Regions from separate parts of the Mus musculus genome. Here regions 1, 2, 3, 4, 6 and 7 are each linked to region 5. The links are chromatin contacts, called in public HiCAR-type and promoter capture Hi-C maps. All regions are on one chromosome and are shown on one strand. Each heading gives the region's core, a stretch centred on a gene start, on an enhancer-like site or on the middle of the called end of the contact. The rest is flanking DNA. Distances are from core to core; before and after follow the strand shown. Region 1 holds the start of Pgpep1 (pyroglutamyl-peptidase I). Region 2 holds the start of Il12rb1 (interleukin 12 receptor, beta 1). Region 3 holds the start of Ssbp4 (single stranded DNA binding protein 4). Region 4 holds the start of Gatad2a (GATA zinc finger domain containing 2A). Region 5 holds the start of Cers1 (ceramide synthase 1). Region 6 holds the start of Iqcn (IQ motif containing N). Region 7 holds the start of Pde4c (phosphodiesterase 4C, cAMP specific).

Evidence for each region. Promoter capture Hi-C pulls out the DNA fragments that hold promoters and counts their contacts. HiCAR-type assays count read pairs that join an accessible place to other places. Capture Hi-C pulls out chosen DNA fragments and counts their contacts.
Region 1: a promoter capture Hi-C map of adipose tissue shows a contact between it and region 5. The contact joins the promoter of Pgpep1 here to the promoter of Cers1 in region 5. A contact is called at or near these places in 2 of 39 promoter capture datasets (cranial neural crest and maxillary cranial neural crest), 3 of 115 datasets of contacts at active chromatin or transcription factors (the SCID.adh cell line, embryonic stem cells and pro-B cells) and 1 of 9 other capture datasets (adipose tissue).
Region 2: a contact with region 5 is called in a promoter capture Hi-C map of adipose tissue. The contact joins the promoter of Il12rb1 here to the promoter of Cers1 in region 5.
Region 3: a contact with region 5 is called in a promoter capture Hi-C map of second pharyngeal arch cranial neural crest. The contact joins the promoter of Ssbp4 here to the promoter of Cers1 in region 5. A contact is called at or near these places in 15 of 39 promoter capture datasets (the 3T3-L1 cell line, the HPC-7 cell line, HPC-7-derived erythroid cells and 10 more), 1 of 484 Hi-C or Micro-C datasets (B cells), 11 of 115 datasets of contacts at active chromatin or transcription factors (the SCID.adh cell line, T-cell acute lymphoblastic leukemia, craniofacial prominence and 8 more) and 2 of 9 other capture datasets (adipose tissue and liver).
Region 4: a contact with region 5 is called in a HiCAR-type map of astrocytes, with 2.4 times the contacts expected there. The contact joins the promoter of Gatad2a here to the promoter of Cers1 in region 5. A contact is called at or near these places in 1 of 39 promoter capture datasets (pre-B cells), 3 of 115 datasets of contacts at active chromatin or transcription factors (astrocytes, effector CD8 T cells and embryonic stem cells) and 1 of 9 other capture datasets (adipose tissue).
Region 6: a promoter capture Hi-C map of hippocampal neurons shows a contact between it and region 5, with 2.7 times the contacts expected there. The contact joins the promoter of Iqcn here to the promoter of Cers1 in region 5. A contact is called at or near these places in 1 of 39 promoter capture datasets (hippocampal neurons), 1 of 484 Hi-C or Micro-C datasets (B cells) and 1 of 9 other capture datasets (adipose tissue).
Region 7: a contact with region 5 is called in a promoter capture Hi-C map of liver, with 2.0 times the contacts expected there. The contact joins the promoter of Pde4c here to the promoter of Cers1 in region 5.

Annotation. Positions count from the first base shown.
Region 1 is chr8:70,657,678-70,661,021 of GRCm38.p6, forward strand. It overlaps Pgpep1 (pyroglutamyl-peptidase I), which reads right to left and starts at 2,061. Exons shown (of 5, transcript NM_023217.4): 1 at 1,933-2,061. The coding sequence starts at 1,966.
Region 2 is chr8:70,806,910-70,810,121 of GRCm38.p6, forward strand. Il12rb1 (interleukin 12 receptor, beta 1) reads left to right here and starts at 1,540. Exons shown (of 16, transcript NM_008353.2): 1 at 1,540-1,709; 2 at 2,922-2,981. The coding sequence starts at 1,643.
Region 3 is chr8:70,606,755-70,610,089 of GRCm38.p6, forward strand. Ssbp4 (single stranded DNA binding protein 4) reads right to left here and starts at 1,560. Exons shown (of 18, transcript NM_001372473.1): 1 at 1,371-1,560. The coding sequence starts at 1,426.
Region 4 is chr8:69,973,086-69,976,155 of GRCm38.p6, forward strand. It overlaps Gatad2a (GATA zinc finger domain containing 2A), which reads right to left and starts at 1,298. Exons shown (of 13, transcript NM_001113346.1): 1 at 1,005-1,298.
Region 5 is chr8:70,314,056-70,317,398 of GRCm38.p6, forward strand. It overlaps Cers1 (ceramide synthase 1), which reads left to right and starts at 1,720. Exons shown (of 8, transcript NM_138647.3): 1 at 1,720-2,053. The coding sequence starts at 1,805. It overlaps Gdf1 (growth differentiation factor 1), which reads left to right and starts at 1,720. Exons shown (of 8, transcript NM_001163282.2): 1 at 1,720-2,053.
Region 6 is chr8:70,700,393-70,703,512 of GRCm38.p6, forward strand. It overlaps Iqcn (IQ motif containing N), which reads left to right and starts at 1,633. Exons shown (of 4, transcript NM_001370847.1): 1 at 1,633-3,120. Jund (jun D proto-oncogene) reads left to right here. Exons shown (of 1, transcript NM_010592.5): 1 at 1-224.
Region 7 is chr8:70,722,752-70,725,908 of GRCm38.p6, forward strand. It overlaps Pde4c (phosphodiesterase 4C, cAMP specific), which reads left to right and starts at 1,313. Exons shown (of 17, transcript NM_001310465.1): 1 at 1,313-1,466; 2 at 1,764-1,816. The coding sequence starts at 1,775. It overlaps Gm34255 (a long non-coding RNA gene), which reads right to left and starts at 1,777. Exons shown (of 3, transcript XR_379077.3): 1 at 1,641-1,777; 2 at 520-883.

The DNA.
Region 1 (3,344 bases), core at 811-3,310, 340 kb after region 5:
ACCTAGTTAGCCTCTCTCTTCAATGCTCTGTTCTCCAGCCAAAATCCAACTACTCTATCACTGTCTGGGTGGGGCTGTGGACCACCACTACTTTAAGATTAGCTCACAGAGACTGGGAGGGGGGTGTCTCCAGGACAGGCTGGGTGGACACCAGACTGCTTCTGCTTTTGGTCAGTTCAACCTTCAACCTCCAGGTCCTATCTCTGACCAAGACAGACCTCCAAGGCCTTGTGGCATTTGGCTCCATTCCCTCTGAAGTCAGGGTTTCCAGGGCCTAACTGTCATGAGCAAGAAGTGACGCAGAGAGGGGGCTGACTCTACCAGGTCACACAGCAGGAGTGGGAAGAGGCTGGGATTTATCCCATATGGGTAACTCGGCCTCCTTCTCTAGCCACTGGGTTGCCAAGAAAAGTTAAATTGAGAAAAACAAAAACCAGCCCACTGGCCTCTGGGTGCCATGGTGCAGACCCAGACTCCAAGACTGTTTCAGGCCAGTCCAGGCTACATGAGACCCTGCTTCAAAATAAATAAATACAGCTGGAAAGATACCTCAGTCAGTTGCCACACAGGGCCCGAGTTCAGCTCTCCAGCACCATATACCGGAGGTGAGGAGGCACAAACTTGTATTCCCAGGGCTGAGGAAGCAGAGACAGGCAGTCTGGGGCGCTATGGCCAGTTAGTCTAGCCTAACTGGCAAGCTCTAGAGCAGGGGTTCTCAGCCTTCCTAATGCTGCCATCCTCTCTTTCTTTCTCTCTTTTGCTACTTCATAACTGTAATTTTGCTATTGTTATGAATCATAATATAAAAATCTGTGTTTCCCCACAATCTGAGGTGACCCTTGTGAAAGGGTCAATTGGCCCACAAAGGGGTCGTGACTCACAGGTTGAAAAATGCTACCTCTGAATGCGTCCTAAATTGAGACACTTTCTCAAAACAGAGGTGGATGGAGCCTGAGTAATGACACCCAAGGTTAACCTCTACACACACACACACACACACACACACACACACACACACACATCTAAGAACCTGGGTTAGTGTAACTCAGGTGGTAAGAGCCTGCTGCCAGTGTTAAGAGGTTAAGAGAGAGCCACCATACCTCAGGACAGCAGGTAGAGGACACATCTTGGGGCATCTCATCATGGTGGCACATGCTGCTCACCCTATCATTTGGAAGTTTGAAGCTAAATCATCACCCTGGGTTTGTAGCCAGCCTTGGTCACAGAGTTAAGTTCCAGGTCAGCAGGATAGTGCAACAGAATGAGACTCTATCTTAATAAACCAACCAACCAAATAAACACCCCCACCCCCAGAATGCTCCAATGGATCAGGGACACTGTCGTTCACACTTGTACTGCAGGGAACAGCAGGGAGAAAGTCCCAACCTTTCTCAGTTATAAAACACCTGTAGGAGTGGGAGTTTTTCCTGGCTCACTCCCTGTGGCCTCTCAGGGCAGAGGCTAACCCGAGTGCCCTCCTCCAAGGCCTGGAAATAAGAACAGTTGGCTTCCGGGGGTGCTGGTGACAGTAGGAGCTGGTCTCTAGAGTCCCTGGGTCATTCCGGGGTCAGGTTGACTCCAGGCCCAACACCTGCCCCAAACCGGGTTGCAGGCCCCTCCAACAATACAAGGTGCCAGGAGCAGAAGCTGAGCGGATCGTATGTCACTGGGACTTTTCCTGGCCGTAAACCCGCCTTTGTCCCCGGGGTCAGCGGGTGGGGACATGCCAGAGCTCTGAAGAGGCAGGGAGGGACTGCAGTACGCGAGGTGACCTGTCTGCACCCTAGTCCCCGCGCACTCCGAACTCCCGGCCGCGTGACCCCGGACTTTCCAGGTTACCAGGACCGAACGGTGCTATCGCGGGCGGCGACAACTGCAAACCTCTGGCAACCGCGAACACTTGCCCCGCCGCCCCGGTCCAGATGCACCTACCGGTTACCACTACCGCCTTCCGCGGCTGCTCCATGGTGGAATGCACTCTCTAGGATCCTGGCTGTAGGGACTGGAGCGGACACGGACCCCCGAGCCCCGCCCGGCCGCTCGGCCCCGCCCCCTAACGCTGGGCCTGCGCGGACACGCCCCGGACACGCCCCCGACCAGCTGTACGCTCCCCTGCGCGGCCCCCCGGGTTCCGCCGAGCCCCAAGCGCACCACTACACCCTGGACCCCAACGCCCGGGCCAGGCCATTCCTAGGCCACGCCTCCTAGAAACCACACCCCTAGCCAACCCCGCCCCCAGTCTTCCAAAGACCCTCCTCCAGGTCCTGTAAGGGACCCACCACGCCCCCAAGAATCACACGCCTGGAGCTTTCCAAACTCTCAGGTCGGGGTCACGCTCCAGCCAGGTCCCAAGCTCCCAAGACACTCCCAAACCCATCCTTAAAACAACTGGGCCCAGGTCATGTACCTCCGCCTACTCCCACGCAAGTGCAGATCCTTCCAATGCCCCTCGGCCAGGCCGCAGTCCACGTTCACACCCGCGACCCATGACATCCCTGGCTCAGGCCATGCTCTCTGAAACTTCTTCCTTCTAAAATCTACTCCGCCCTGAACCCACCTAGGGCAACGACCCCGACCCCCCTTCCCTTTATGCCACTGAAAACACTGAGCTGGGCATGCATACCGGGTCTCCATCTAGGCTCCGCCCCCAGTCTACCACCGCCAGGTTCCCTGTGGCCGCAGGGCTCACAAGGTACCTGGAGCCATGCCCCGCCCCAAGTATCGACCAGCCCAGGCCATCTCCCCTGGTCCCCCTGCCTGGCCACGCCTATTCGCTGCCAGGACCCTCCCCCTACTTGAATTTTAAACGTGCCTCCAACACGTAAGTGGGCAATGGGAGTGTGCTCCGCTCCAACCTTCTCAGTCTCAGTTTCTCTTCCTGTAAGACATAGGGCGGGGGAACAATTTGATTGTGTTCACTCATCACAGTTTACAAACAAGGACACCGAGGCATGGCTCTGAGGAAGACAGAAGTGTCACTTCAGCAGAAAGCTGAGGGAGGGGCGCAGGAGGAAGAGCTTTGACTCTCTGCCAACATGGCTAACTGGAATACTTCCTTTCCTTGGCTCCAGGTTGCACCTTATTACCCCAGAGCCTTTGCTCACCTGCACATCTAGCTGTTCACTGCCCAGACTTCCTCCTCCTGCAGTCCTTCTCCGACTGTCATCTCCTTTTAAGGACGCTGTTTTTCCATCCCCTACCTGGACATCGTTTAGGCTCATCTTAAGGAGGTCCCATTTTTCTAATGTTTCATATTTTTAAAAATCTTTTTTTTTTTTTTTTTTTTTTTTTGGTGTTTTCGAGACAGGGTTTCTCTGTATAGCCCTGGCTGTCCTGGAACTCAC
Region 2 (3,212 bases), core at 290-2,789, 490 kb after region 5:
GGTCCTTCCTAGCTAGGCAGGCCCCCCAGCCTGGCACTTGAAGAAGCTTGAGGCCATGGTCTTGCTGCCACCAAGCACCGACTATAGCTGCCTGGCTGCCATTCACCCAGCCCGGCCTCCTTCACATGCAGCTTGTTGGGGGAAACAGAGACAGATACATGTATTTGTGTGAAGGCAATGGTGGCAGAATGTGGACAGCTCCCAAAGAACCAAGTTTGGCCCCCGTGATGCTGAATCACTCCATCTCTTTGCCTCCAACTGGGGCCCCTGGACTCAGTTTCTTTATCTGTGATGTGGAGTCAGCCATAGCAGTCTTTCTGAGAGCAGGCCATTTTAAGACAATGGTGGGGGCAGGGTGCAGGTCAAACTCATGCTATACTCTTCCACGACCTAGAATGTTCTGAATGGCCTAGAACTCACAGCAGTACCCCTGCCTCAGCCTTCCAGGTAAGTGCTTGGATGGCAGGTTTGTGTTACTGCACCTGGCTTTCCCTGTGTGTCTATTCCATCTCCCTGACTCCATCCCTCCCCCAGCCCCTGGTCCCTCCCTGTGAGCACCAGGGAGCCAGTCTGTGTGGGTCACACGGGTGGAGTGTGCCAGGGCAGAGACACAGCCTCATTGTCCCAGAGCTGCTGACCTCATAGCCTTCAGGACACTTGACCCTGGGCCAGGCTGAGCCAGCTGTCCTGAGAACATAGCCCCTGCTCCAAGCTGCCCTCCCCCCAAAAGAGCACCATGAACTCATCTGTATAGGCCTCAGTTTCCCCTTATGCCCAACCCACAAAAGATTATCATCTGTGTGAGCCCTGGAACTTTTAATTTGAGACAGGGTTTCTCTGTGTAGCCCTGGCTGTCCTGGAATTCACTCTGTAGACCAGGTTGGCTTCAAACTCAAGAGATCTGTCTGCCTCTGCCTCCTGAGTGCTGAGATTAAAGGTGTGGACCATCACCACCGTGCTTTGATAACATCTTTTTTTTTCTCTCCTCCCCTGATGACATGTTTAAAGAACGGTCATACCACTTAATTTTTTCTTTCTCTCTCTTTCTTTCTTCCCTTCTTTCTTCCTTTTGTCTATATAGTACAGGCTGCCCACAAAAATCATGGCCATCCCTTATCTCAACCTCCCTGTACTAGAAAATGGACTTTAAAATGCAACCTGCAGGTGGGGGCTCAGTTTCTAGAGCATCTATCTGCACAGCATGCAGGAAGCTCTGGGCTCCATCCCCAGTCCCCGTTGGATCAGGAGAGGTGTGATACACACCTGTCATCTCAGCACTAGGGATGTGAGGGCAGGAGTTCAAGGCCAGCCTCAGCCACAGAGTAAATTTAAGTTCATCCTGAGCTACAGGAAACCCTGTCCCCACCCCCCACCCACCCCCCAAAAAAAACCCTCCAAGAGATTTCTAGGCTTACTCACCCCAAGGTGGGTTTGTAGTGCAGAGGGGCCCCCACCTTTGGGCTGACTTCCTGGCTTTTGCTTTCACTTTGACTGGCCTGGAGACAATGAGTTTTTCTTTCTTTTCTTCTCCCCCTCTTCACTTTCTTTCTCTCTCAGTGTCAGTGTGTTTCTGAGCGTGGACAAGGCGGCTGGGCCCCTTCAGCCCTGCAGAAGTTCCTGGGGCCTCACGACTCGGCTCCTCATGGACATGATGGGGCTGGCAGGGACCAGCAAACACATCACCTTCCTCCTGCTTTGCCAGCTAGGCGGTGAGTCCCCACCAATCCTTGCACCACTCTCCTGGGTAGGGAGGGGTCCCTGGCAGCCTACAGGCTCCATGGCCTGGTGGTTTCTGAGGCCGTCTTCCTCTTTGTCCTTGTGGCCTTGGATCTAACTTAAGTCCGGGTTTGAGTTTCCCCTCTCAGAGGAGTCTGACCCATTCCAATCTCCCATCTTCTTAAACAAGAAAAGCTCAAGGGATGGCAGACACATGGAAGATTGCATGTTCTGCACACAGCTTGCCATAGACTCTCATACATGGGATATGCACAGGCCGTGCCTATCAGGACAACGCCTGGACCAGGCTGAGAAGGGCCGGGGCCCCGTGGATCCACCTCAGTCATGGCTGCTGTGTGACTCTGGGCAAATTCTATGCCTCTCTATGCCTCTCTATTCCTCTGTAGGCCAGGCATCTGTAGCTTGTTGGCTCCAGGGATAGCAGTCAGGATTGCCCCAGCAAAAGAGCTGCAGGCCTTTGGAGGATACCATGTGCTACTCATAGCAAGAGGCAAGGGCCCCTCCTACAGAGGGCTACCATCCTAGAACCTGAGGCGGCAGAGAGGGAAGCATGACTTCAGGCTGCAGGGCTGGGGTCACCAGGGGAGGGAAGAAGACCCTCACCTTAGAATCCAAAAGGCCAATTTCACCGGACAATCTTGACATGCTTCCAGTTAGGCTGGCGTCCTTGCCTGGTGTGTCTACACTCTGTGTCTACATAGGCTTCTAGGGAGACCCTGGTGCTGGAACACCTCAGTGGAATCCCCACAGGACATCACCATCCCCCGGGGACTGTTATTGCCCCTGACTACCAGGATCGTGCACTTGTGGGGCTGTTACCCTCCTCAGCAGCTTGCTTTTCTAGGGCAAATGTGCTGCCCCACCCCCCTTCCTGTGTGTGCCCTTGGCAGTCACAGAGGGACCCATGGGCCACCTGGGGGAGGGATGACGGCTGAGAGAGGACGGACTGATGGACAATGGGTGGGTAGACAGGTTGGGTGAGAATGAGCGTTTGAGTGGGTGGGTGGATTTTTGGGGTGTGGGGTGGGTGAATTGGGTGGGTTGGTAGGGGTGTGGGCGAGGGATGTGTGGGTCTGCAGGCTGCTGTGCTGATAGCAAACAGACACAGACGGACTCGGGGGTGGGCAAGCTGATGTTCGCTCCTGTGCTCTCCCAGGCTCACAGGACTCACGCTTGTCTTTCAGCCTCAGGCCCAGGTGATGGCTGCTGCGTTGAGAAGACATCGTTCCCAGAGGGAGCCTCAGGTCCGACACAGGTCCTCCCAGGCTGAGAGCCACACCACACTCTGCCTCATGTTACCCCATGTGTGTCCCTCCTTCCCAGCCCCTGCACGACTGGACCCTGCTGGTCCCTTTCAGGCACTCATGAACATAGGTCGCCTTGGCCCCTCCTCCTTTGCAGCCTGGTCTCAGGGTTTAAGCACCTGTTATTTAGATGGGCCAGTGTTTGGGACAATTACCAGCTACATATTTGCA
Region 3 (3,335 bases), core at 310-2,809, 290 kb after region 5:
ACTTAGCACAGGTCTGTGAACCATTCCCTAGAATGGGGACTTGCCAGGTATCAGGGAATCAGTCAGTCCCTGCTTCCCACATGGCCAGCAGCCCCATGCCAGGAAGGGTCACTGAGTTTACTGACCATAAATGAGTCCTAACTGCAGGCTCTCAGGGAGCCAGCCTTGCATGGCAGCCCAGTGACCCAGACTTCTCTGTGCCAGGTGATCTGTCCCCTACCCAGGGCTGCACTGGGCAACTCAGCCTCTAGGCAAGCTGCCCCCTCAGGCCCTGCTACAATCCAGGCCTCCACACTCACACCTCAAAGGTGAGTGCTGGGCTCCCAGCACACTTCAAACGTTCCCGCTTCACCTACTTCTCCACACAGGCACCTCGGAAAGGAAGGCCAGCCCAGGCGTGTCCTCACTGGAAGCTAGAGCACAGCCTGTCCACCTGGGCAGCGCACCCTGTATCTTCAATGTGGGGCGTCTAGAGCCAGACCCATTCTGGCTCACCTGGGACTCCGGGAGGTGTCCCGGGACCGCCATGGTCAGGCTCTGCACCTCTCTAGGCTTTGAATCCGCACCTTTGCCTACAAGCGACAGTGGAGTCCAACTTCCACGCAAACCTCCAAAACCCCAACACCCCGCAGGGCATTAGGGTCCGACCCAACCTCTTCAAATTTGCAGCCACAATGAACCCACGTGTCCTGTTTCAAATCTCCAGCTTGGATACTTGGGACTCTGCGGCCCTAAGACCTGAAGCTGTCCTCCAGTGCCATGGTCTCACAGCCAACCCCGAAAGCTCACACCTGTCAGGTTTGTGTGACCCCAGAACTCCCGAGGCCTTACAACCCTCAGATGCTGTGCCTGCCCTGGGCATCCTGTGACCGCTCAAGTCCTAACTCCTGATCTCCCATACACCACCGACTCCCTAGTGAGCCCCTGATCCTGCACCCGATGAACCGCCACGTGACCCCAGCAACCCCTTGGCTCTTGTTTGACCCATTGATTTCCTGTCCCCTCAGGTATTCTGAGACCCCAAGCCCCCTTGGAGCTCTCAAGCTCATGCCCATGCCCTCTATCTCATGTGACCCCCCCACCAAGACCCTGGAACTCGAGTACCTCAATATATTCTGTCCTTTGTGTATTCTGTGACCCCAAAGGACCCTCAGGTCTCGCACACCCACAATCACACACCCTTCTGGTCTCGCGTGACCCCATGAGCCCCTTGATCTCGTGTGTACCCCTGAAATCCCGCACCATTTTGATCTCCAGTCACTCCCCGATCTCCTCGGGATCTCCTGTGTCCCCCCTGAAATCCCGCACCATTCTGGTCTCGCGTGACCCCATGGTCCCCGGTCCCGCGTGGCCCCGCACCGCGCACTCACTTCTCGCGCGCCTGCCCGTCCGAGGGCGCGCAGCCCTTGCTCGCCTTGCCGTACATGCTCCGCACCTGTCAGGCGCGCGTGGCCATCGCTGCCCGCGCCCCGATCCCCGCGGCCATGTCCGCGCGGGAGCTCCGGCCGCGGGTGGGTTCTCGCCGCGCTGCCCTCCCCGGGCTGTTCCGGGAAGCGCGCCACCGCCACCGCGCGCTCCCGCCGCTCTTAAAGTGGCAACGGCGGGAGCGCGGGTGGGCCCCCCCCCCGCGCGCGCGCTGGGAGCGCGCACGCGCAGAGCCCGCGGGGGCGGCACTGCCCACCAATAGGCTGCGCACCAATAAGTACAGACTTCAATACCTCCCCCCAAAGATATTCAAGCCCGGGACGCGCTCCAGCAGTTGCTATTTGTGCAATTGGGAAGCTGAGGCAGGGGGATGGCCGCGAGCTCCAAGCATACCTCGGCTGCGGAGCAAGACTCCCAGTTGTACAGATCTGGGGGTGGGGGTGGGGTGCTGTGGATATCTCCGTTTCGACTCAGGAACTGCACTAGGCTCTTGGGCTCACAGGATATGCGCCCATGACATTCTACTCCCAGGACACTCTCTGCGAGCCAATACAGCGCTGCGGGCTGTGAGGGGCCCTTTTGAGAGAGTTTCATATAGGCCAGGCTTGTCTCAAACACATAAAACAGATAACCCTGAAATTCTAATCCTCCTGCCTCAGCCTCCCTAGCGTTTGCACGACAGGCGTGTGCCACTTAGCCTGGTCTGTGTGCTGTGCACAGAGCCCGGTTTTTTTTTTTTTGTTTTTTTTTTTATGCATGCCAGCGTTGTAAGGACTGAACCCCAGACCAAGCACGTTTTGTTTGTTTTTCTGAAAGTGTTTCTTAACGCGGTAGACAGAGGCAGGAGGATCTCTGTGAATTCGAGGCCAGCCTGGTCTATATGGCGAGTTCCAGGACAGCAGCCAATACATAGTGAGACCCTGTCTCAAAGTCGGAGTAAAAACGGTGTCTCCTGTAGCCCAGGCTGACCTCCAGCTCTCTACTTCACTAAGGCTCCTTGAACAGGTGGTCCTCCTGCCTCCACCTCTGGGTGCACGCTGGGAATGAGAGCATGCTTCTTTCCCCCACTCCAGCGCAGACGCACGTGTATAACACGCGGCCCCGTGAGAGCACGAGGGGTCGTGGCGCATGGGCGTCGGGAAGCATCCAGGCTAAGGCTTGCTATCGCTGCAAGTGTCCCCGGTTGGACACGACGGGTTTAGTGGGGACTTGCTGGAGATTGCGCACAGGTGGGTCGTCAGCACCCGGTGGCGCAGTCATGAGCTCAGGTTTCCTGTGTGAGTGTGACAGCATGCAGGTCACCACGGCGCTAAGTCTCGCGTGGTGTCCCTGGTGCAGGCAGATCCCCTAGCCCGGGCCTCCCCGCCCCCACCCTAGTGGGCGGGCGGGAAGCCGAGCCGCCGTGGTTCCAGGCGCTCAGGAAAGGCTGCCGGGGCGCGCCCCGCCTCCTCCCCCAGGGCTCAGCTGGGCCGACGCCGGCCTTTCCCATTTCCTGCTTGGCCCGCCACCCCCTCCCCCAGCTTCCTCTCCCCGCCGCGGGGCTGGCGACTGCTGGGTGCCAGGAAGGCCGTCGGTGCGCCTGGGCCACCGCGCACTACAGCTCTTTGCAGGCCCTGTTCTCAGCGAGACACAGAGAGGTTGCGAGTGCAGCCGGGAGGCACAGCACGCAGCTCCGAGTTTCCTTCCACCCTCAATTGTGTCCCCAAGGTCTGGAGATGCCCAGGACGCAAGGTTTCCCCTCTCTCAGCCACAAATTTTTGATTCAGTGTCTTCACCCACCCCAACCCCCGGAACTATTTATTGAGCGCCTGCTGTCTACCGGGCCCTGGGGACCCAGCGGGGACACTTTGCTACGACTCCTGGAGAAAAGAGTCAGCTGGGGAAAGCAGGAGACAGAGCCGGACAAAGGG
Region 4 (3,070 bases), core at 48-2,547, 340 kb before region 5:
CAGATTACATCCACAACAGGTATCTATCGCTTTGTGAATGGACACACACATTAACAGGGACGTGGGAGTGCTGCATACTCCAAGAAGATAAAAAGAAGTTAATGCTGTCAAGAAAATGTAAGGCTCAGGAGACTCACCAGGACTTTGTCCTAAAGAATCCAAAGCCACAAGATAAGAGTGAACTACCTGAAGTGAGTCAGGTAGGTAGAACTTGCAGCCTCTGCTAAAACTGCAGGGGCGGGAAGGAAAAACAAAACATTCTGCCATACAGGTCTTAATGAGGGGTCCCCATTCATTTCAGGGTTCCGGAGAGCGCAGTCCGGCTGCGGCTGAGGCCTGCCCAGAAGCCTTTCCTTGTTGAAGTGATCAATTCCGATTCTTGGCATTAATCCCTTTAAAAGGCCAGCTGCTGCTGTCTAGTCACTGATGCCAACCCGTTCCAGGTGGAAGAAAAAAGAAATTATTGGAGCCACATCGTACACCCGGAGGCAAATTTAAAGTGGAGGGCCATGAGGAAAACAGGAACCAAGAGAGGGGGAAGGGTCCCATGGCTCCCCAGGGTCAAGCAGGAAGGGCGCGAGCCCAAGCAGGACGGTGGGGGGGGGGGGGGACCGGCCCTGCAGGCGTGGGCGCGCAGGGACTCTTATTCTGACACGGGATCCTCCGCCGCCTCCGCCGCCGCCGTCGCCGCCGAATTTAACGCCGCCGCCGGGCTCGGACCCCCGACCCTCCCGTGGACTCTCACCCCACGCCACTCGTCCACGTGCTGTGTGCCCGCCGCCCCCCTTGGGGCGGCCTCCCAGCCTGAAAAGCTCAGGAGGGAGTGAGGCGACTCGGCCACTTCCCGGCTCCGGGGACCAGGGACCCCAGCCCCACGTGCGAGGGCGGTGGGGAACTTTCCAGCGGCGCAGGCGAAGCGAACCGCAGCGCAGCAAACCGAATACGACCGCGCTCCCACTTTCCCGCGCCCCCGCCCCGCCTTGCCAAGTTTGCTAGGAACTTACCCGGCCGCGCGCCGACCGGGCCCAGGGGCAGCGCGCGTGTCCACAGGGCTGGGGGCGGGGGGCGCCGGCCGCGCGTGCTCGCTGCGCCTGAGGGGCCGCCCGGGCCCGCGGCGCTCGCTCCGCCGCTCCGCCCGCCCGCGCCGCCGGCCAGATAATGCGCCCCTCGGCCGCACACATGGAGCCCGGCGCCGGCGTCACCGCCCGGGACATGCGCACCAGGTCAGCGCGCCCGGCCCGCGGCCCCCAAAACACCGGGGAGCTCTTAAAGGCGACGCCACCCGCCCGCACCCGGATGGGCGGGGTCGGGAAGGGAGGGGCTCCCTGTGGGCGTGGTCTTATGTGGGCGTGGTTCCCTGGAGGCGAGGCTGGGCGGGCCTACCCGGAAGCACCGCCCTCCCAGCCCCAAAGACTGGCGACGCTGCGCTAAGCGACTGGGTTTCCCACTTGGGCTGCTAAGCGCCCCTCAGCCATGGCCAGCTTAGTGCACAGAGCTCGGCCGCGCCCAGGGCTGACTCACGCTGACCTCGCCCGAGCCCTGCACGGCCACCTCTTGTAACTCTGAGACGCGCCCGGGGCCTCGCAAAGCTTCCTCTCAGGAACTTCGGTGTTGACCTCCAGTGAGAAGGTGCGATCGGCTGAGCGGTCACCCCTCTCCCCCGGACCGCAGACAGTTCAACCTACCCACCAAGCCAATCCACCTGCAGAGAACGAGGTGGACGGCTGTCTCCTTCCAGTAATCCACATCTAGCCTGTGCCTCTGGAGAAGAAGGAATCCCCAAGAAAACAAACCTGCGCCCAACCCTCTCTGGTAACACCAAGGAGACAATAATAGCCAGAAAGGAAGCAAGTTTGGGGAGATTATGAAGCATCTGAAGCCAATTTACAATTTCAACAGGGAAAAGTACAAAGTTCATAGAAAACCTATTCCAGGACAGCGACATGGCTCAGTGGTTTAAAGAGGCTTGCCACCAAACATAATGACCTGAGTTCCATCCGCACAAGTTGTCCTCAGACACAAACACACGCTCATAAATAAAATATGTTAATTTAAAAAACACATCTGGAGTCATGGCTCAGCAATTAAAGGTACTGGCTGCTCTTGCAGAAGACCCAAGCACCCACATGGTGGCTTACAACCTACCATAACTCCGGTTCTAGGGTATTTATGCCTTCTGTCCTCATCATACAGAAACACGTCATAAAGAAATCTTATGAAGACAAAGCCCAGGGCTAAAGAGTTAGCTCAGTGGTTAAGGGCACTTCTTGTTGTGGAAGACCTGGGTTCTATTCCCAGCACCCACATGGAGGCTCTCCTCCTCAGGCAACAAGTACACATGTGGTACACAGATGCACATGCAGGCAAAACACTCATGACACATCAGTTTCTTTTAATATATATATATATAAGGGTTGGAGAGATGGCTCAGTGGTTAAGAGCACCAACTGCTCTTCTGGAGGTCCTGAGTTCAAATCCCAGCAATCACATGGTGGCTCACAACTATCTGTAATGAGATGCCCTCTTCTGGTATGTCTAAAGACAGCTACAGTGTACTCACATATAATAAATAAATCTTTAAAAAAAGAAAAAGAAAGAAAAGGAAATGAAATAAAGAAAATGAAGCCTCAAGGTAGGTGGATGAGTTCGTGGCCAGTCTGTACTATGGCTAAGACTACAGAGAAACTCTGTCTTGAGAGGAAAAAATGAAAAAGAAAAAAGAAAGTCTAGTGTCACAAAGCAGTTGTTAATATCAGAATCACTGAAACAGACTCCTGCCATGTTCCTATTCCAGCTTTGAAATAGTGATGAGACAGACACCAGGACTCCTGAAAACTGCTGAAGTACCTTTTTTGTAACACACATAACTGAAATGTGTTACTGCACAACTGTAATGTAATCTGATGGCTTCTGTTGTGTTGGGAAAAACATCAAAAGTACTTCTAATCTATAAGTGGGTCTCACCCCAAATTTGAAAAATTACAAAAATCCTCATCCTCAGCACTGCCTTCCCTAAGTCCTTCTGAATTTCTGTGGAGTTTTACAGTTGGCAACTTTGTCACTGACCCCT
Region 5 (3,343 bases), core at 470-2,969:
GAGCCCTAGGTTAGTGAGAGATCCTGCCTCAAAAACTAAATACAGGCCGGGCAGTGGTGGCACACACCTTTAATCCCAGCACTTGGGAGGCAGAGGCAGGTGATTTCTGATTTCGAGCGCAGCCTGGTCTACAAAGTGAGTTCCAGGACAGCCAGGGCTATACAGAGAAACCCTGTCTCAAAAAACAAAATAAAAACTAAACACAGGGTCTGGAGAGGTGTGACAGCTCGCAGTTCCGAGTGTTGGCTGCTCTCGCCAAGCAAGGCCTCAGGTTCAGCTCTCAGTGTGTAACTCTAGTTCCAGGGGGTCTGATGCCCTCCTTGCCTCTGGGCACCAAGCAGAGAAAATGCACCAAATGGCTACATCTTTTTTAAATGGTGTAGGTGAGAGGGCTAGAGAGCTAGGCCAGTGGTTAAAAACCACTCTTTGTTTTGTTTTTCAAGACAGGGTTTCTCTGCAGCCCTGGCTGTCCTAGATGGAACTCACTCTGTAGACTAGGCTGATCTTGAACTCAGAAATCCGCCTGCCTCTGCCTCCCAAGTGCTAGGATTAAAGGCCTGTGCCACTAGGCCTGGCCTAAAAACCACTCTTGCAGAGGACTGATGTTCTGACCCCAGCAGCAATGTCCACCCAGCCAACAGCAGCCTGTTGCTCCATCTCCATGGGGTCTACCTTCCAGTCCCATGGGCACTTATACTCATGTGGCATATGTGCACACAGACACAGATATATCAAAAGTCTTATTAAAATGCAGTTTTCTAATAAGTATATGTATATGAGTCCTCTGACGTCATGCACACCAGAAGAGGGCATTTGATCCCATTACAGATGGTTGTGAGCCAAGATTTAAACTCAGGACCTTTGGAAGAGCAAACAGTGCTCTTAACCACTGAGCCATCCAAGGTTTTAAATACTGATGGAGGAAGACTCTGGGCATCTATCTCTGGCCTCCGTACTTGTACCCTTGGCGTGCATGAGTGCACATAGTTCATGCGTGCACATACAGGAGGCTGGAGACCTAGTATGCACAGAGCCTGCGTTCCACTGCCAGCAATAAATAAACCACGTATGGCAGCGCAAAGCTGCCTTCCAAGCACTCAGAAGGCAGAAAAGAGAATCAGGAGTTCGAAATCATCCTCAGCTACACAGCAAGTACTCAGTTGGAAGATCAGCACAAGAGGCTATATGGCTGGAGGAGTTAGTAAGGATCAGGCTAATCTTTATGGCTTTGGCTCAGTGGTGATGGGACAATGGGAGGCTGATCTTTGGACAGTCCTCAGCCCACTACCATTTGTCAGCTCCACCCTCACAGTCTACCAGTGAATTTCTATGGGTCTAGGCTAGGACACTCACAGGCTCCAAAGCTGGCTGTACCCACAGAACCAGGCGCCCTGCATTCAGACCAGTGGGCAAAGGGCGAGTACCAACAACCCAAGCATGGGCTGAATCCTTTTTTTTTTTTTTTTTAATTGTCTCATTGCTTTTATTTGTGTGAATGGGCGCCCAAGTGGAGGTCAGAGGATAATTTGTGTCAGTCTGTCCTCACCTTCACCCGCTGAGCCATCTTGACCGCAGAAGGCAGTCGCAGACTTGAGTAGAGGACCACTTAGTCTCAAAGCAGCACCAAGAGGAGGGCAGGAGGGGTGGTGCTCTGCATAACGGGGGCGGGGCCCGAGAGACCACGCCCCATTCTTGCTCTGGGGGGGCCCGCGCGCCCCCTGCCTGGCTGCGGCGCGTGACGCGAGGGCGCGCGGCGACTCGGACCGGTGCAGGCAACAGCGGAGACAGCGGAGAATTGGATAGCATGGCTGCTGCCGCGGCGACCCCCAGGCTCGAGGCGCCAGAGCCCATGCCGAGTTATGCGCAGATGTTGCAACGAAGCTGGGCCTCGGCGCTGGCGGCGGCTCAGGGCTGCGGGGACTGCGGCTGGGGACTGGCGCGCCGCGGCCTGGCGGAGCACGCGCACCTGGCTGCACCCGAGCTGCTGCTGGCCGTGCTCTGCGCTCTGGGGTGGACAGCGTTGCGCTGGGCAGCCACCACACACATCTTTCGGGTCAGTGAGACCTAGGAGGGTGGGGGACTGAGAACTGCAAAAGGAGAATGAGTGGGGCCTCACCTCACGTATTCCTATGTCCATGGTGGCCGCTGGAAAGTGGGGGGCTCGGGTTTGGAGATGCCCAGGATGTTGGGGCCTCAGGCTATCGCGAGACCCTTTGCGCGGGTTGGATGCCGGGGGGGGGGCTGAATTGAGGTGACGCTGTGATGGATTTGGTGTCCAATATAGTGTGGGGTGTTCTGGGTCCAGGGAAACCAGATCCACACCCTGTCCTGGGTCATTTCGATAGAATCTAGGGCGATCAGCTCGGTACAGCCTCTAGGCTGTTGCAGACCGGAGGACCGACCTGGGGCCCTTCCTGGGGATCGACTTGGGGATCCTGGACGGGAGGCCTCGAGATATACAGAGGTCACCTGTGCCCTGCGTCACGGGGAGCTGCTGAGCCTACACCCAGTCTGTGCAGTCGAGGCTCCGCCCCTGTCTGGGGTCCACATCACCCCTGAGCCAGTGATTGCACAGGCCTGCATGTCATGGGCCAAGCAAGCAGAGGGGCTCAACCTTGGAAATGACCCTGTCTATGTCAAGGCTGGATTCTGCCGCCCCCATGGGGTGATGGTCAAAATGTTCTCTTTCTGGCAACTAAGAAGGCCACCAACCAGGTCTGAAGGATGACCCTGTAGTGATTGCACTGATGACATTAGTACCTGAGCCTGTTCTTCATCCCCCTCCTGGGGTTAGGGGGTCTCTGTGGCATTTAGGCCAGTACCATGGTGGATACTCCCCCAGGGGACTAGCTGGGGACATCCCACCCCCCTGTAACTGAAAGTGGCAGGGGGGTGCGGGGACAGAGAGCATTGTGCCAACAAAGGGGCCTTTCTCTGCTGGCGGGAAGAGGCTGTTCCTTGTTAGGTCAAGACAGGGTGTTGTCCAGCTCCAGGGCCCACCCTGCCTGGTATCACCCACTGGAGGGAGCAACTTCAGCCCCCAGCTGCTGTGGGGAGGTCCAGGCTAGAGTGAGAAGGGCCAAGGCACCGTGCAGTCATGGTCCCCATCTGCCTTGGCCCTGACACTCTCTCGGTGTCCATCTAGGAAGCTGGAGGCCTTGACGAGGCCTGATGCCACCTCAGTTCCACCCTCACCCTTCCTAAGAACTGGGTGGAGGGGCGTCCCACTCTCCAAGCTCAACTTGGCAGCAGCCTGGTTGCTAAGGGTTACAGGAGCTGGGCTCTGGCTGTCTCCATGACAACCGCTGAGTGCTCAGTGCTCCTCTGGCCCCCTCAGCCTTGA
Region 6 (3,120 bases), core at 383-2,882, 390 kb after region 5:
AAACGTTGGTTGCGTGTTGAGTGTGTGTTTCCTTGTGTTGGTTTTTTAAAGAAACGGGAAGAAGAAAAAAAAAACCCTCTCCCCTCCCCCCCCCCCCGCTCTCTCTCCTCCCGACACCATCCCCTCTCTTTTTGTTTGGTTTTGTTTTGCTACGAGTCCACATTCCTGTTCCGTAATCCTTGGTTCGCCGGTTTTGTGTTTTCAGTAAAGTCTTCGTTACGCCAGCTTGGCTGTCCGCCTCCTTCTTCCCCCGCCTGGGCTGAGGGTGGGCGGGGCTAGCCCTCTCCCATCCCCCTCCCTCCTCCTCTAACCTCTTTCCTCCCCTTCTTCCCCCCCCCCCTGGGGGGGGGGAACGCGGCGTGGGCGCGGGCCGTGCCTGCACATCTGCTGCGCAGCGAGCGCCACCTAGGTGCACGCTGTCGGCCCAGGTCCAGGTGGCACCAGGACGCAATCCTGGACTAGCCTATCAATTTAGCTGGTATATCCTTTAGGAAGAAGAGTGACTACATGGGAAGGGGCAGAAGGAAGTGCTTACAAGCTTGGGGCCTCCGGGATTCATCCATACAGAAAAGAGCTGGGCTTGCAGCCTGTGCTCACTAGATTTTATTCGCCTTTGTTGGTTTCAAAGGGTACCTCAGACCCAGAGCCTTCTCTGCAAGTCTATGTGGGAGCCTAGAATCATGTAGGTGCATTTAAATATCTCCCTGACACGCCCCCTTCTCGCAGCACCTGCTCTATTTTGAGGAAACAATATTCAGCGAAGTAAAGCAATTGTCTTGAGTCACATAGCATCTTTATTTTTGAGACAAGGATACTTCATGTAGTCTTGACTGTTCTGGAACTTTCTATGCAGACCAGCCAGAGCTCCCCCTGCCTCTGCTTCCTGAGTGCTGGGGTTAAAGGTATGTGCCATCACACCTGCCTGTTTCATCTCCGTTTTCAGTGCCCTGGGCTTAGAGCAGATTAATCAAGGTCGTCCAGCTCAGCCCAGTGGGAACATCTGACCCTAGGTCTCGTCTCCCCTCCCCTCCCCCATGTTATATATACAGTTTCCTGTCAGCCCTGGCCACTGCTGTTGAGACCCTGGGTCTTGAGGCTCTCAGGGTGTCACTGTGGGTGATAGGTCACATGGTAAGTCCCAGTGGGTGGCAGGTGTCCCTAGACAGCTGCTGAGTGCCTGCCTGCCCGCCCTGAATGGAACTCTTGTGGGTCCAGCTTGGTTCTGGCATCATCCTAACATTTGGGAGGCCGAGGCGGGAGACTCCTCAATCCTAGACCAGCCCAGGCTACACACCCTGTCTAGTAAGACTAAAGCTAGTAATGAAAAGGCTTGAACATAGGTTCCCTGGATGCTGGGATGACAATCTAGTTCATACAGTGTGAGGATGGAGCCCAGGGCTGAGTTTCCTGGGCAGGCACTCTCCTGAGCTTCGGGCACATAAGAGTTCCAGCTTGGGTACCATGGTGGAGTTTTGCAGCAGCTATGAAAGCTATACTCTTCCTTTGTGGGCCTCTATCTTATGTGCTCTGAAAAGGGGGTGTCCTGATCTTGGTTCCCCTCTTCCCTGTCCCTCTCAGGGCCAAGATGATTATTATTATTGTTGTTTTGTGGGTTTTTTTTTTTTTTTGAGACAGGGTTTTTCTCCTGTAGCCTTGGCTATCCTGGAACTCACTTTATAGACCAAGCTGACCTCAAACTCAGAAATCCTCCTGCCTCTGCCTCCCAAGTGCTGGGATCAAAGGTGTGTGCCACCACTGCCCAGCTGGGCCAAGATTATTGTACCCCTATTACACAGCAGTGGCCCAGAAACCTGTTCTACAGGCTGTGAACAGCATAGTAGAAATTTGAACTCTGACCTCTCCTTTGGCCCTTGAAATGTTGGGATACCATGTACACCAGTGTCTGCAGTGTTCTGCTTTTGTAGTGTTAGATGGAATCTGGATCTTTATAAAGATTTGTGTTGTTTGAGATGATGTCTTACTGTATAGCCCAGACTGGCCTCGAACTCAGTTTTTCCCACCTCTGGGACTAAAGGCATGTGCCACCACAGCGGCCCAATGAGGTTTTGTTGATGTTGGGAGTGTTTCCAGTCAGCTGATCAGAGCCAGGCTGGGCCCTGCAAGCCTGTGACTTAAGCACTTGCAATGTAGAGGCAGAAGGGCCATGAGTTTCAGTCCAGCCTGGGGTATATAAGGAGCCTATCTCAAAACACCAAGGACTCTTGACAGAGCACATCATGTGCCCAGGGGGCCTGGGCTCAGAGTTCTGTTCCCCAGCATTGAAAGGCTGGCTCTGCAATTCAAGTACATTTCTTTCCCTGAGTCTCATCTAGCACATGGGCTAAGACCACCATATCTAGGTGCCCAAAGAAACAAAAGGCTCACTAGAAGTGCTCACAACAGCTAAAGGACAGAGGAGAGAGGCAGGGAAAAGCCACAGGGTTGTATGTCTGCTCTTTGCATAGAGGCCTTGTTCTAGTAGCCCCTTGGCCAGGCGAAGTGGTTCTGGCTTGAGCCTGCTGTGCATAGGCCAAGGTGTGTGTCAGCCTTGGCTGGAGCATCTATGACTCACACTGGGTATGAGCCCAGCCTGGGGAGGTGGCCCAGAACATTGGCTTCACTCCATCTGCCCCCTCCTAGGGCTGTGGCTCACACTGCATGACCTTTTATTTTTTTCTACACAGGGTCTCCATATGCAGCCCAGGCTGGCCTGGAACTCACCAAAATCCATAAACTCTCGGTGCTTGACTGTTGCAGGCCATATGAAGCTTTGCACGTGTCTTTTCATGCCCTCCAGGAGATGTCTCCAGGACATCTTGGAGGCTCAGCAGCTATGTCAGGTGGTGACAGAACTCCCTCCAAACACAAGGCAAGAGGGGGGAAGGCTAGCTCTATGCTCAGAGCCCTAATTTTCCTTCCCTGTTGGACCATCAGGACAGCTCAGATCCTCTTGTCCTGTCAGGGGCCCCAGTTCCAAGCTCTAGAACCCTTTCCCCTAAATGCTGCTGGGGATTGGTCGGAACTCACCTGGAGTCATAAAGACATTTGGGTGCCCCGGTTCCCAAGGCTGGCTGTCAGGGCTGGTGGCTTCAGCTCTGGGGATAGGTGAGTGGGCTGGTG
Region 7 (3,157 bases), core at 63-2,562, 410 kb after region 5:
GCATGTCATTTCAGGGTCAGAGGACAGGGCTGCTGTCCTCACCCCCCCCCCCCCCAGCCAGGACCTGTGTGACCCAGTGTCCTGGCAGGACAGAGGCCACTATCCAAGGAACTGGAAGACCTAACCTAACGGGAGGCAGCCTGGGGAAAGCTACAAATCCACATGACTTAAGAAGCCCACCCAGGGCCGGGCGTGGTAGCGCACTTGGGAGGCAGAGGCAGGTGGATTTCTGAGTTTGAGGCCAGCCTGGTCTACAAAGTAAGTTCCAGGACAGCCAGGGCTATACAGAGAAACCCTGTCTCAAAAAACAAACAAACAAACAAACAAAAAACAAAAAAACAAAAAAACAAGTGAGTTCCAGGACAGCCAGGGCTATACAGAGAAACCCTGTCTCGAAAAACCAAAAAACAAAAAAAAGCCCACCCAGAGCAAGTACCCAGGGCAAGTACTCAGGGCACGAAAAGGCCCTACAGTAGGAGAGGCATGGGCCTATTTCCTGATGAAGACATCGAGGCCTACCTGGCCGTGAAGTGAAGAGGGGTCTTCTGACTGCTGGAAGGATCTGAGTTTTCCAGCAATCTTCAAAACCTTGGGGCAGGAGGTACCAAGTGGGCTGTGCAGAGGTCACGGGGAGGAAGGAGCTGGCTGCCTCAGCTCCTCTCTGCACACCCTGCTCTCCACCACTCCCTCAGTGGCTCAGGCTCCAGTCTGGTAACCCTTCAGACAGCCGACTTTAGGGTGAGACAGGACCCACTCTTCAGTACAGGTGAGGGTGTCTCCCTCGTTGCTATGATGTTTGACAGCAGATTGAAGTGACCTCCACCCACAGCAGGTCACGCTCTGATGACCACTGGAGTAGGTGGTGAGAGGTCTCCTGGCCTGTCTGTGGGGGAGGGGTGTAGGGTGAAACATTAACTTGCTTCACAGCCACAGACTGGAGTGGCCTCAAGATCTCCTAGGCCCAGGCCACATTCCATCTTCCAGTCCCAGCTCCCTGGCTTTCCCACTTCTGACTGCAGCTCTAACTTGTGGGTAAGGTTTGACCAGAGAGTGTCATCAGCTGCCTGGACCAGCACAGCATAGCAGAACAGCTTTCCTAAAGCCTTGGGGTGCCTTGATTGGTACCCCAAAATACTAACGTAATGCCTCAGTCTCAGGCTATTTCTGTCCTCTGTCAGGTGTAAACACATTAACAAGTAAACCTTTGCCTGGCCACTCACCCCTCTCCTCCCCTCCCCCTCAGCCCTGTTTTGGTCACACACTTGGGCACACACACACACCTCCCTGCCCTTGTGGTCACTCTGCCCTTACCCCCTCCTCCAGTCCCGAGGGTGCCTCCTGGCTCGGGTCTAGTCTGGTGCTCAGTTAAAGAACCCAGCTGGGAGTGGGATAGGACCGTCTGTCCTCTGCTCCTGGGAGGTCACAGAGCACACTCACAGCGCAGGTCCCCACAGGAGCAGCTGGAAGTGAGTACCACACCTGTGTCAGTGTGAGAAGGCCTACCTCTCATGAAACTCGGCTCTCAGAAACCCCACAAAGCGCAAGAGTCCCTCCGGGCGCTGAACGGTTCTCCTAGGTGACCTGGACCCAGGATTCTAGTCCCTAGGGCTGGCCAGGGTAGGGAGCTTGGGCGGGAGTACCTGCAGCAGCCTCGCCAGGCAGCTGTGACTTCGCTGCCTTGCTGATGTGGCTCTGGGCTCTGGGGGCGTGGGGTGGCCCAGCAACTGGCTGGGACCTGGTCTCACTGATCCCTGTCATCACAGAAGCCTGCACCATGAGGCGGAGTGGCACGGCCCTGTCCTTCCTGTGGACTGAGGTGAGTAGGCCGGGACTGGGCTCAGTGCAGGAGCTGGGGACTGAGGTCCCTGCTCTGAAAAGGGACAATGAGGCTCCCTGAGCCCAGGGCCTGAATGCAAGATAAAAGTCATTTTAAAGATTTGTTTGTTTGTTTATTTACTTATGAGTACACTGTCGCTATCTTCAGACACACCAGGAAAGGATATTGAATCCCAGTACAGATGGTTGTAGGCCACCATGTGGTTGCTGAGAATTGAACTCAGGACCTCTGGAAGAGCAGCCACTGCTCTTAACCACTGAGCCATCTCTTCAGCCCTAAAAATATTTTTTATTATTTTCTGTATGGGGGTTTCCGCCTGAATGGTTTGTCTGTGTACCGCAGAGGTCAGGGCCCACTCAGGCTAGGAAAGGCCAATCCATGCCCTGAAACTGGAGTTACAGAACCCTGGTCTCCAGCTGCCATTGCTGGAATCACTGAGCCATCTCTCCAGACCCCTCTACCTTCATTTGTTTTAGATTTATGGTTCCTCTGTGTCTCTCTGTCTCTCTCTGCCTCTGTGTGTGTGTGTGAGAGAGAGAGAGAGAGAGACAGAGAGACAGAGAGACAGAGACAGAGAGATTTTTTTTCGATTTTTTTTCCTTTCAATGTGACAGGGTCTTACGTAGCCCAGGCTAGCCTCGAACTTTGACTGCAACCAAATATGACGTTCTAATCCCTATGCCTCCAGCTCCACCTCCTAAGCTCTGGAACCCAAAGTGAAGGGAGGGCTGTTGCCTGTTCTGTGTGCTGCTGGGGATGGAGCCCAGGGCTCTGTGCTAGGCAAGGAGGGTGGGCAGCTGTGAGTGCTTGGACCAGTGTCTGAGCCAGGAGGAGGCAGGGAGCACAAGGCTTTCTGTGGAACTGGCAGCCCCAGCTAGGCTTACAGGCTGGGCAACCGCTGGGCAGGCAGCCTTTGAAGTTAGTTAATTACCTTTTTTTTTTGTTTGTTTTTTTTTGTTTTTTTCGAGACAGGGTTTCTCTGTGTAGCCCTGGCTGTCCTGGAACTCACTTTGTAGACCAGGCTGGCCTCAAACTAGAAATCTGCCTGCCTCTGCCTCCTGAGTGCTGGGATTAAAGGCGTGTGCCACCATGCCTGGCTTTCTTTTTTTTTTTTAAACATTTTTTAAAAAGATTTATTTGCTGGGCGGTGGTGGCGCACGCCTTTAATCCCAGCACTTGGGAGGCAGAGGCAGGTGGATTTCTAGTTTGAGGCCAGCCTGGTCTACAGAGTGAGTTCCAGGACAGCCAGGGCTACACAGCGAAACCCTGTTTGAAAAACAAAACACAAAAACAAAAATAAAGAAATAAAATAATGTTCCC